Linked DNA regions of Xenopus laevis: regions 2 and 3 are each linked to region 1. A link is a contact called in public Hi-C data. All regions are on one chromosome and are shown on one strand. The core of a region is the stretch at or near the end of the contact, and the rest is flanking DNA. Distances in the headings are between cores, read along the strand shown.

Region 1 (3,149 bases), core at 435-2,934:
TAGTCAGTAGCAAGACAACTGGGGGCTTTGAGGGTTGGACCTGACAATCTTTGCAGAAGACCATGCGTTAGACATACAGTCACATGCAGTTGACATATAGACAAACTCTGCAGTAGACATACACATTCTTGACCTCTCATGCATTCCACATTTCTCCTTCTCTGGCAGTCATATAGCTTGACTCTTATTCTGCTAGAATTCTGCTATATATTTATGCTCTGTACCAGCAACCCAAACATTCAATTGGCACATGTGTAATATCAACTTGTAAAGACTTGATCAATGGTCTCATTTTCCATTTACCCCTTATCCACTGATCTGTGGAATTCATAGACACGTTATATATTTCTCAACTTTCTATAGTTTTCAAATGCCACCTCAAAAAAGCGAATTTTTTAGACAAGCCAGCACCCAAGCTCCTAATTCCTACTACATCTATTTTATAGGAGATAGTATTAGAGTGGTTTAGGAAATGTTCTGGAAACATCTTGAGTGGGTAGTACTGTAGCTGACCATGCATGAACCATGAACCCGCTCAAGGATAAAAAACCCTTGTATTGACATTCTACTTTCCAAATCTAGTTGAGGTTGTTCAATCAATACTTATCTTTAACTTATCAGTTTATAGGAGGAAACTATAAATGTGGAAATGTATTTAATAACCATTAAATAAATGTATTTAGTTTACAGGTTGAACAGAAGTATTGCAGTTGTGGACTGGAACACATGGGTATTTGGAAAAACACTGATGGCCCCTTCCTGCCCAAACTGCCCCCCACTCAACCCGGCAGTTGCAATCTGTTATGTACCTTCACCTGCCCTGCCCCCGGTAATGTCAGACATGGATGGTCCAGGAGTTGCTTTATAAGAAATTGCAGCACATTAATTTGGGATGGGTATAGAGTTGGAAGTGGTTAGGTTGGGGTCAGGGCAGACAAGATTGCATGTGTGTGTGTGCATTGCCTATCAATACACAATACACTCGCGTGGTCGGCAGGTTGGTGGTGAACCTCAGGTACTCGGTCCAACACTGATAATATCTGACCTTACAAAGTGATGTTTCTGGACTAGCTTGGTCTTTGCTCAAGCCTTAGTCAGACTATGTTGCCCAACTGCAAACAACTTTATACAGTTCAAACACAAACATGTCACCAATGAGTTACCGCCTACCAATTCAGGGCAAAAAAGACCAAGGGGAACCAAGTCAGCCAACGTTTTGAACAAACAGATCAATATATATATAACAAGGTGAAAATAAATTCAAATAAAGTCAAAGAATATACATGGTATATGATATATATATAATGGTAGGACATTAATTGTGGGACCTATATATTGTCTCTGTCCAGGGAACATTTACTGGCTATGTCTGCCCCTGACTCATATATTTATTGGTATTAAGCAAAAGGAAGCACTCGTTTATTTCTTTGCTTCAACTGAGTTTGAAGTAGCAGCTGCTCCAGCACAAAAATAGCAAGATTAATAGCAAATATTTTGCGGAAGCCTGAAACCTTTGCTGCACTAGCCCCTCTAACATTGGAGTGTGTTTATTTTAGGTGTGGTTTTCCTTTAATATTGTACCCCAGGAAACACCTGACGTAGAAAGGGACGTCCCAGAATGTGTCTATAATATATATCTGTCTGCCGATACAGAAATGAGTCTTTGACACTTCTTCCCGTTCACATGAGACAAAGCCTCCCCAACTACACACATCTCTCAGTAATCGGCACATAAGAACTGTGTCTCTGTTTCCTGTGTCAATGCCAATCAGCATGGCAGCTCACATTCAAGGTAAATTGTGGATTCTTTTTTTATTAGAGGTCAAGTGATGTGATATGTACACAAATTGTTCTTTTTTGGCGGGTGGATAATCCTTTAGCATATATACAGGAACTGCTATGCAACATGCTGTAGGGAGGATAGATGGGAGTATGGGAGGCTGGTTAGTAGCAGAATGCAATAGCAGGTTGCAGTAGCCTAAGTGGGATAAGATGAGGGCATGGGGCTTAGCTGTTGCTTGATGACTTTAATAGAAACAGTAAGAATTGTAAAGAAGGAGAAGGACCAGGTTTAGGTGGAAAGATGATCAGTTTGGTTTTTTTGTTAGGTTCTGATGGCACTGACTCATCCAAGTGAAGATATCTAGGCGGCAATTAGAGATCTGAGCCTCAGCAATGAATGAGGCAGATCTATGTTATCTGACTAGGGTTGTATCCTGTTCTCCACAACATTTTAGGGGGTTATTTACTTAAACTCGAAAGTTTCTCATTATTTTATTAAAACGAATTCCCATCCACAATTTCACCTTACTTATCAATAAAATTCAGTGCAGGAAAAAAATTTGACTCGTACAAATGTTTCCGATTTTTCGGATTATCGTCTGAAAACCACAAATTGTTTGGCTTATCGTACGAAACCCAGCGCAAATCATAATATCTTCCAATTGTAAAAAGGACATATTTCATTGACTTCTACATGACCTCGACAGGTTTGAGATGGAGTATTTTTCGGATTCTGACTTTTTTCAGCCTCGGGGTATAATAAATAAATTTGAGGTTTTTCTTCCTAATAAACATTTGTGTTTTCCCCTTTAAAACCTTTACCAGAAAGATTCAACTTTTAGCTAATAACCCCCTTTATGTTTGACCTGACAATCAATCACATTGATACCAGTATATATATATTATGATGAGCATCATTATAGTCCTCTGAACCCATCAATAGCCAGAAACATCAAGATAGATGACGTTCTGTAGAGGACAATAAGCTTAACATTTACATTAACTATAAGATATTAGAACTCTTGTGTCATCCCTTGCCTTCTTCTTTATGGTAAGAAATGGGACCACTTGTTGCATCATCAATCAGAATCCCAATACATGCCGTGATGTCCTTGGGGGGATTCTTGTAAAAGGAACCATAGCAATCGGAATTCCAGAAGGAATACATTGTTAATGGTTAGCTGCTCTGAGGTCTTTAGTTGTAACCAAGAGAAATGAGATAGTGTTAGCATGGATGTCAATTGCAACTTAGATTGCAAGCTCCACAGGTGAGGAGATATTGAGAGTGAATTTGTTGTGGAGCCAAATGAATGTAACTAGCTTGTTCTGATTTGGGAATTCATGATTTTGTGTGTAATAATTCAGAG
Region 2 (3,149 bases), core at 265-2,764, 220 kb after region 1:
CCCTATCAGGTCCTGCTAGCTGCTGATTGGTTCCTGTCCTACAGTGCAGTGAGCTGAGTGCACAGCCTGGGAATTCAGGGAGCAGCAAGTGGAAGAGAAGGGAGGGATTATTAGGGGTTTTGCAGAAATATTCAATAAATCAGCAGAAACACTACTTTTTTAAGCACAATTCTTCTTTATCTAAATGAGTATAATACAATGATAAACCCTTATTTTATACACAGAATGTCTCCTTTAAAGGTTTAAATAAACAAGGTGATAATGGATAAAATGACAGTAATACAGCGGTACCCCACTAGCCTGCACTTTGGCAACAGAAATGCCCTGACAGAAGCCTGAGTGCGGCCGCTGGGAAGTACGGATATAAGAGAATTAAAGGTGTACCGTCTATAATAAATATTATGGATTTTTAATGAACACACATTTTCAATGTAAGACCTATTTTGTGGGCTCGTGGGTAGTTTAAATGCATATTGTACCTGGGAGTATTATGTAGGGTGTATGATACAGGAGTGTATATATAGAAACATGGGAATACGGTCATTTAGAATGAAGAGCTTTTTGGCTGCACAACAATCTAAGGGGCTGCTCTGCTAATATCCCAATATCTTTCTATTCTGGGAGCATACAAGGAAATGCATCACTTGTTAGAGCCTCAATAGGCAATATCTGTATATAAATTGCACTAACGCCGTTCCCATCAGTGCTAACGAGCTACAGGGAAGCTGCAGATGAAGTGATGAACAGGGAGCAGTTCTATTAATGAACAAGAGAGGCGACAGATTCATCAGAGCAGGATTAACCCTATAGCAGCCTGGGCCCCTGCACTTTAGAGTTTTTCTCTAATAAATGAGTGAAGGCAAAGTCTATGGCATTAGCTGCGGGGGTGAGTAGTACAGACCCGACATCAGCTCAATCTCATGGATAAACTCAGGCCAATGAAAATGAAGGAAAGCCCCACTTGCTGTTATTTAGAAGGAATGGTTAATTAGCTGCACAATAATCAAGGCATTGCTTCCCCTTTCATTTTGAGGCTGCACAAGTCTCCTCCCAGCACCAGCACTTATTAAAGGGCATTTAGGTGCAGGGCTGTATAGAAAGCAGCTGAGTCTGCAGCTGGAGCAGAAGGCTGGTAGCCATGTGACTATAGAGCTACAGGCTGGACTGAAGACATTAGGGAGCTGCTGGCAGTCACAAGGGAAGGCTACACGGCTGACAGTTGGCCCTTCATGTGCCAAGACTACAAGTCCCACAGTGCATTGCGCGCCTCTCCCAGCAGCAGCCGCACAAGCCCAGGACTTTCACTCGCCCAATGTTCGTGAATAAATGAAGGAGCCTCACACGTATCACTGACTCACACAAAGCGACTGCCTGTGACTAAACGAGGACTCACCTGCTTGTCAGCGAGGCTGTGGCGGATTCCAGTCAGAAATAAAAACGCGCTGCCCTCACTAATGCCGCCGCTGCTTCTTCTGCTCTAAACTTCGCCGCACACTGACCCCCAGCGCGGCAAAACCTCTCTCAGAATAAGCAGCGCGCGCTCAGAATCTCGCGCCAAGCTCTCTCATTGGCTGCCGCTCCGAGGCGACAGGAGCAGGTGGTCTCCGCATAAGCCAATCACAAGCCGCTGCCGGACACTTACGTTGCAGTTTCATGAGGTGGGGGAGGTGGGGGAGGTGAGGGCTCCTGTGTGAGGAAATGACAGTCAGTTGTGACTAAGTATAAAGCTCTACTCGCCTCTTGTACCAACTCAAACTCATATAAACATGAAATCATTTGGTTCTGCCTCCAATAAGGATTCATTAGATCTTAGTTGGGATCAAGTACAAGCGACTGTTTTACAGGTATAGGACCTGTTATCCAGAATGCTTGGGACCTGGGGTTTTGCGGATAATGGATCTTTCCATTATTTGGATCTTCATGCCTTAAGTCTACTAGAAAATCATATAAACATGAAATAAACCCAATAGGCTGGTTTTGCTTCCAATAAGGATTAATTATATCTTAGTTGGGATCAAGTACAAGCGACTGTTTTATTATTACACAGAAAAGGGAAATCATATTGAAACATTTGGATAATTTCATTATAATGGAGTCTATGGCCTTTCTGTAATTTGGAGCTTTCTGTGTAACGGGTTTCCCATATCTGTACAAGGTTCTGTTTTATTATTACAAAGAAAAAGGAAATGATTCTTAAAAAAATGGATTATTTGGATAAAATAGTGTCTATAGCAGACAGCCTTTCTGTAATTCAGATTTTTCTGGATAGTGGGTTTCCGGATAACAGATCCCATGCCTGTAATAACGTTTCAGATTTAGGAAGAAGGAGAGCCGTACAGGTTACAATCTAAGCTCCCCACGACTTTATTATAATACAGGTATGGGACCTGTTATTCAGAATGCTCTGGAGCTGGATAAGGGATCTTTCTGTAATTTGGATCTTCACATCTTAAGTCTACTAGAAAATCACATAAACATGAAATAAAGCCAATAGTCTGGTTTTGCTTCCAATAAGGATTAATTATATCTTAGTTGGGATCAAGTACAAGCGACTGTTTTATTATTACAGATAAAATGGAGGAAGGCAAATGGGAGAGTGTGGGAGGCAGCATTTCTATAATTCTGTATGACGGGTTTCCAGATAAGGGATCCCATACCCTGATCACTGGCAAGTAGCTTTAGTGGGTCCCTATGAGGAGAATCTGGTAATATTATGAGTCCGCTCAGGGGGGAACATCAGAGTAAGACCCCCAGTTACCTGCTGAAATGGGCGTCTGAGTTGGACTCCATGTTGTTCATATGAAGTGATTCCTTGTATTTGCAGCAGCAGCATTTAGATTGAGCTGCTTGTGTCTCCTGTGCTCACTATACTGGTGATGACGCACAAGTAGCAGGTGTCAGTGTAGTTGCACCAGGGTCTGGGACGGACTGGGGGGCCTGAGTCTCACTGGGGCTGTGGTCTGGCTCCCCCTGCCCCTTTCTCTCTCTCACAGACACACACGGGTTTTTACCCCACAATTGCGCATGTGAGTGTACAGCTGTTTTGATGATATTTTGCAGCTCTGGGTCCACTGTTTTTTCCCCCGGTGTCTTGCCGACCCTGGGGGGGGGGGGTCAGCAGCCGGTAACGTAACAAAGTGACTTCAGCC
Region 3 (3,149 bases), core at 294-2,793, 130 kb after region 1:
CTTATTTTGGCCACGGTTTTGTGGTGTGCATCCCACTGTGGAGCGCACCGCCATCTTGAAAACATTTTGACAGCGAAGGAGGTGAAGTCATTTCCCCTTTATGGATTAATATAGAACGGATTGCGAGGGCCTTGGAGGGCTCTTTATTTAGAGCTTTCGGTCACGTTAATTTGAGCGTTGCCTTCTTTCCGGTCACCTTCTTGTCATTCGAGTCTCACTATAGAAACCACCGCCATCTTGTAAGCAGGAAGTGAGTTTCTGTGGAGAAGGCGGTGAGACTTGTGTGGAGGGAAGTTCATAAGAGCAGGTGAGAGACTTGGCCTGAGTGTGAGTGTGAGTGTGAGTGTGAGTGAGAGTGAGAGTGTGAGTGGGACTGAAGCCAGTTATTATTCATATAAAGTTACGTGTGAGGCTGCAGAAATATTCCACAAGTTTTCACTCAGTTTCCTCAGTGTCTGTGACTGACCCTCATTTCTATGGACTTTACTTTCTGCCTTTGGCTTTTATTTCTACTTCTTCTCCTTCTCATTATTACTGACTCAGTATTATTACTACTGACTTGTTACTGCTGCCTCCATTGTTACTACTTTCCTCATTACTGCCCTCCATTTTGTTACTGTTGCCTCATTAGTATTGGCCTCCATTATAATTACTGGCCTCATTATTACTGCCTCATCATTGTTATTACTGTCGCATTGTTACTACTTTCCTCATTAATGGCCTCATTATTGTTACTTCTGCCTCCCTTATTACTACTTTCCTCATTACTGCCTCATTGTTACTACTTTCCTCATTACTGGCCTCCATTGTTACTGCCTCATTATTACTACTGCTGCCTCCATTATTTGCCTCTCAGTCAATTGCTCAGTGGGGGAGGGTCTGTGTGTGGAAAGTGAAAGAAATGGGGTGAATTGGATAAAAGCAAAGGCAATTCAAGTCAATACATTAATACTGTGCCGCTTCACTGAGTATCTTTGCTGCTTTCTGAATTACAACTTTGGACCCTGCTGTTATTTGTTATTTATTTGTCCCTTTAATTGGATTCAGGCGGGGGATGCTGTTACAATATTGCTGTTATTGCTGTTACAAAGCACAGGTTGCTCCTGTTACTCAGTAATCTCTATGTAACAAACACTCTGACTGCTGCTGTTTTGTGTATAAAACGATATGTTTGTGTTTCTCTAGAATCTCTTGCCCATAGAGCTGAACTGGAGGACAAGTAATTCACATACAATTAGGGAAAAACCCGGTGAGTCCCCACTGGGCCAGATCTGCTCCTCGATTGGCCCAAACATGACAAATACACACAGTACACTGCGCTCGCTGCTTGTCCATGCACAGGGTGCACCCACCATTCACACACGCATGTGGGGTCCCCGAGGTTCAGAACCCAGTGGGTCCCAACCACACCAGTCCAACCCTGAATTAATATATATATTTAAGTGCTCAGAGATTATTAAATGCCATGTAGTAAGTGAGAGACAGAAGGAAGGAGGTCACTGCCCCATAGAGCTTACAATCTAAGTGTTTTGTTCTATTAGGAATGAGGGGCATTTTTCAATGTTCTGGCACAGCCTCTATCCACCGGCACCCGCTCTATCCACCTGCACCCGCTCTATCCACTGGCACCCCCTCTACCCCCCCTCTCCACCGGCACCCCCTCTACCCACCGGCAACCGCTCTACCCACCGGCACCCGCTCTATCCACCGGCACCCGCTCTATCCACCGGCACCCCCTCTGCCCGCTCTATCCACCGGCACCCCTCTCTCCACCGGCACCCCCTCTATCCACCGGCACCCGCTCTATCCACCGGCACCCGCTCTATCCACCGGCACCCCCTCTCTCCACCGGCACCCCCTCTCTCCACCGACACCCGCTCTATCCACCGGCACCCCTCTGCCCGCTCTCTCCACCGGCACCCCCTCTCTCCACCGGCACCCCCTCTCTCCACCGGCACCCCCTCTCTCCACCGGCACCCGCTCTCTCCACCGGCACCCGCTCTATCCACCGGCACCCCCTCTCTCCACCGGCACCCGCTCTATCCACCGGCACCCCCTCTACCCGCTCTATCCACCAGCACCCCCTCTCTCCACCGGCACCCCCTCTCTCCACCGGCACCCCCTCTCTCCACCGGCACCCCCTCTCTCCACCGGCACCCCCTCTCTCCACCGGCACCCGCTCTCTCCACCGGCACCCGCTCTCTCCACCGGCACCCGCTCTACCCACCGGCACCCGCTCTACCCACCGGCACCCGCTCTACCCACCGGCACCCGCTCTACCCACCGGCACCCCCTCTACCCACCGGCACCCGCTCTACCCACCGGCACCCGCTCTACCCACCGGCACCCCCTCTACCACCGGCACCCGCTCTACCCACCGGCACCCCCTCTATCCACCGGCACCCCCTCTACCCACCGGCACCCCCTCTACCCACCGGCACCCCCACTATCCACCGGCACCCCCTCTATCCACCGGCACCCCCTCTACCCACCGGCACCCCCTCTACCCACCGGCACCCCCTCTACCCACCGGCACCCCCTCTACCCACCGGCACCCCCTCTACCCACCGGCACCCGCTCTACCCACCGGCACCCCCTCTACCCACCGGCACCCGCTCTACCCACCGGCACCCGCTCTACCCACCGGCACCCGCTCTACCCACCGGCACCCGCTCTACCCACCGGCACCCCCTCTACCCACCGGCACCCGCTCTACCCACCGGCACCCGCTCTACCCACCGGCACCCCCTCTACCCACCGGCACCCGCTCTACCCACCGGCACCCCCTCTATCCACCGGCACCCCCTCTACCCACCGGCACCCCCTCTACCCACCGGCACCCCCACTATCCACCGGCACCCCCTCTATCCACCGGCACCCCCTCTACCCACCGGCACCCCCTCTACCCACTGGCACCCCCTCTACCCACCGGCACCCCCTCTACCCACCGGCACCCCCTCTACCCACCGGCACCCGCTCTATCCACCGGCACCCCCTCTACCCGCTCTATCCACCGGCACCCCCTCTCTCCACCGGCACCCCCTCTCTCCACCGGCACCCCCTCTCTCCACCGGCACCCGCTCTAGCCACCGGCACCCGCTCTAGCCACCGGCACCCGCTCTAGCCACCGGCACCCGCTCTAGCCACCG

What was found. Hi-C and Micro-C count contacts between places; a contact is called where the count stands out from the background.
Region 2: a contact with region 1 is called in a Hi-C map of the XTC cell line, with 3 times the contacts expected there. The contact joins the promoter of cdc6.S here to the promoter of ccr7.S in region 1. A contact is called at or near these places in 2 of 4 Hi-C or Micro-C datasets (the XL177 cell line and the XTC cell line).
Region 3: a contact with region 1 is called in a Hi-C map of the XL177 cell line, with 4 times the contacts expected there. The contact joins the promoter of LOC121399113 here to the promoter of ccr7.S in region 1. A contact is called at or near these places in 2 of 4 Hi-C or Micro-C datasets (the XL177 cell line and the XTC cell line).

The regions. Positions count from the first base shown.
Region 1 is chr9_10S:1,304,281-1,307,429 of Xenopus_laevis_v10.1, forward strand. ccr7.S (C-C motif chemokine receptor 7 S homeolog) reads left to right here and starts at 1,685. Exons shown (of 3, transcript NM_001092273.1): 1 at 1,685-1,792. The coding sequence starts at 1,762.
Region 2 is chr9_10S:1,519,706-1,522,854 of Xenopus_laevis_v10.1, forward strand. cdc6.S (cell division cycle 6 S homeolog) reads right to left here and starts at 1,515. Exons shown (of 12, transcript NM_001088375.1): 1 at 1,394-1,515.
Region 3 is chr9_10S:1,438,197-1,441,345 of Xenopus_laevis_v10.1, forward strand. It overlaps LOC121399113 (proline-rich extensin-like protein EPR1), which reads left to right and starts at 1,544. Exons shown (of 1, transcript XM_041578978.1): 1 at 1,544-3,124. The coding sequence starts at 1,544. The coding sequence ends at 3,124.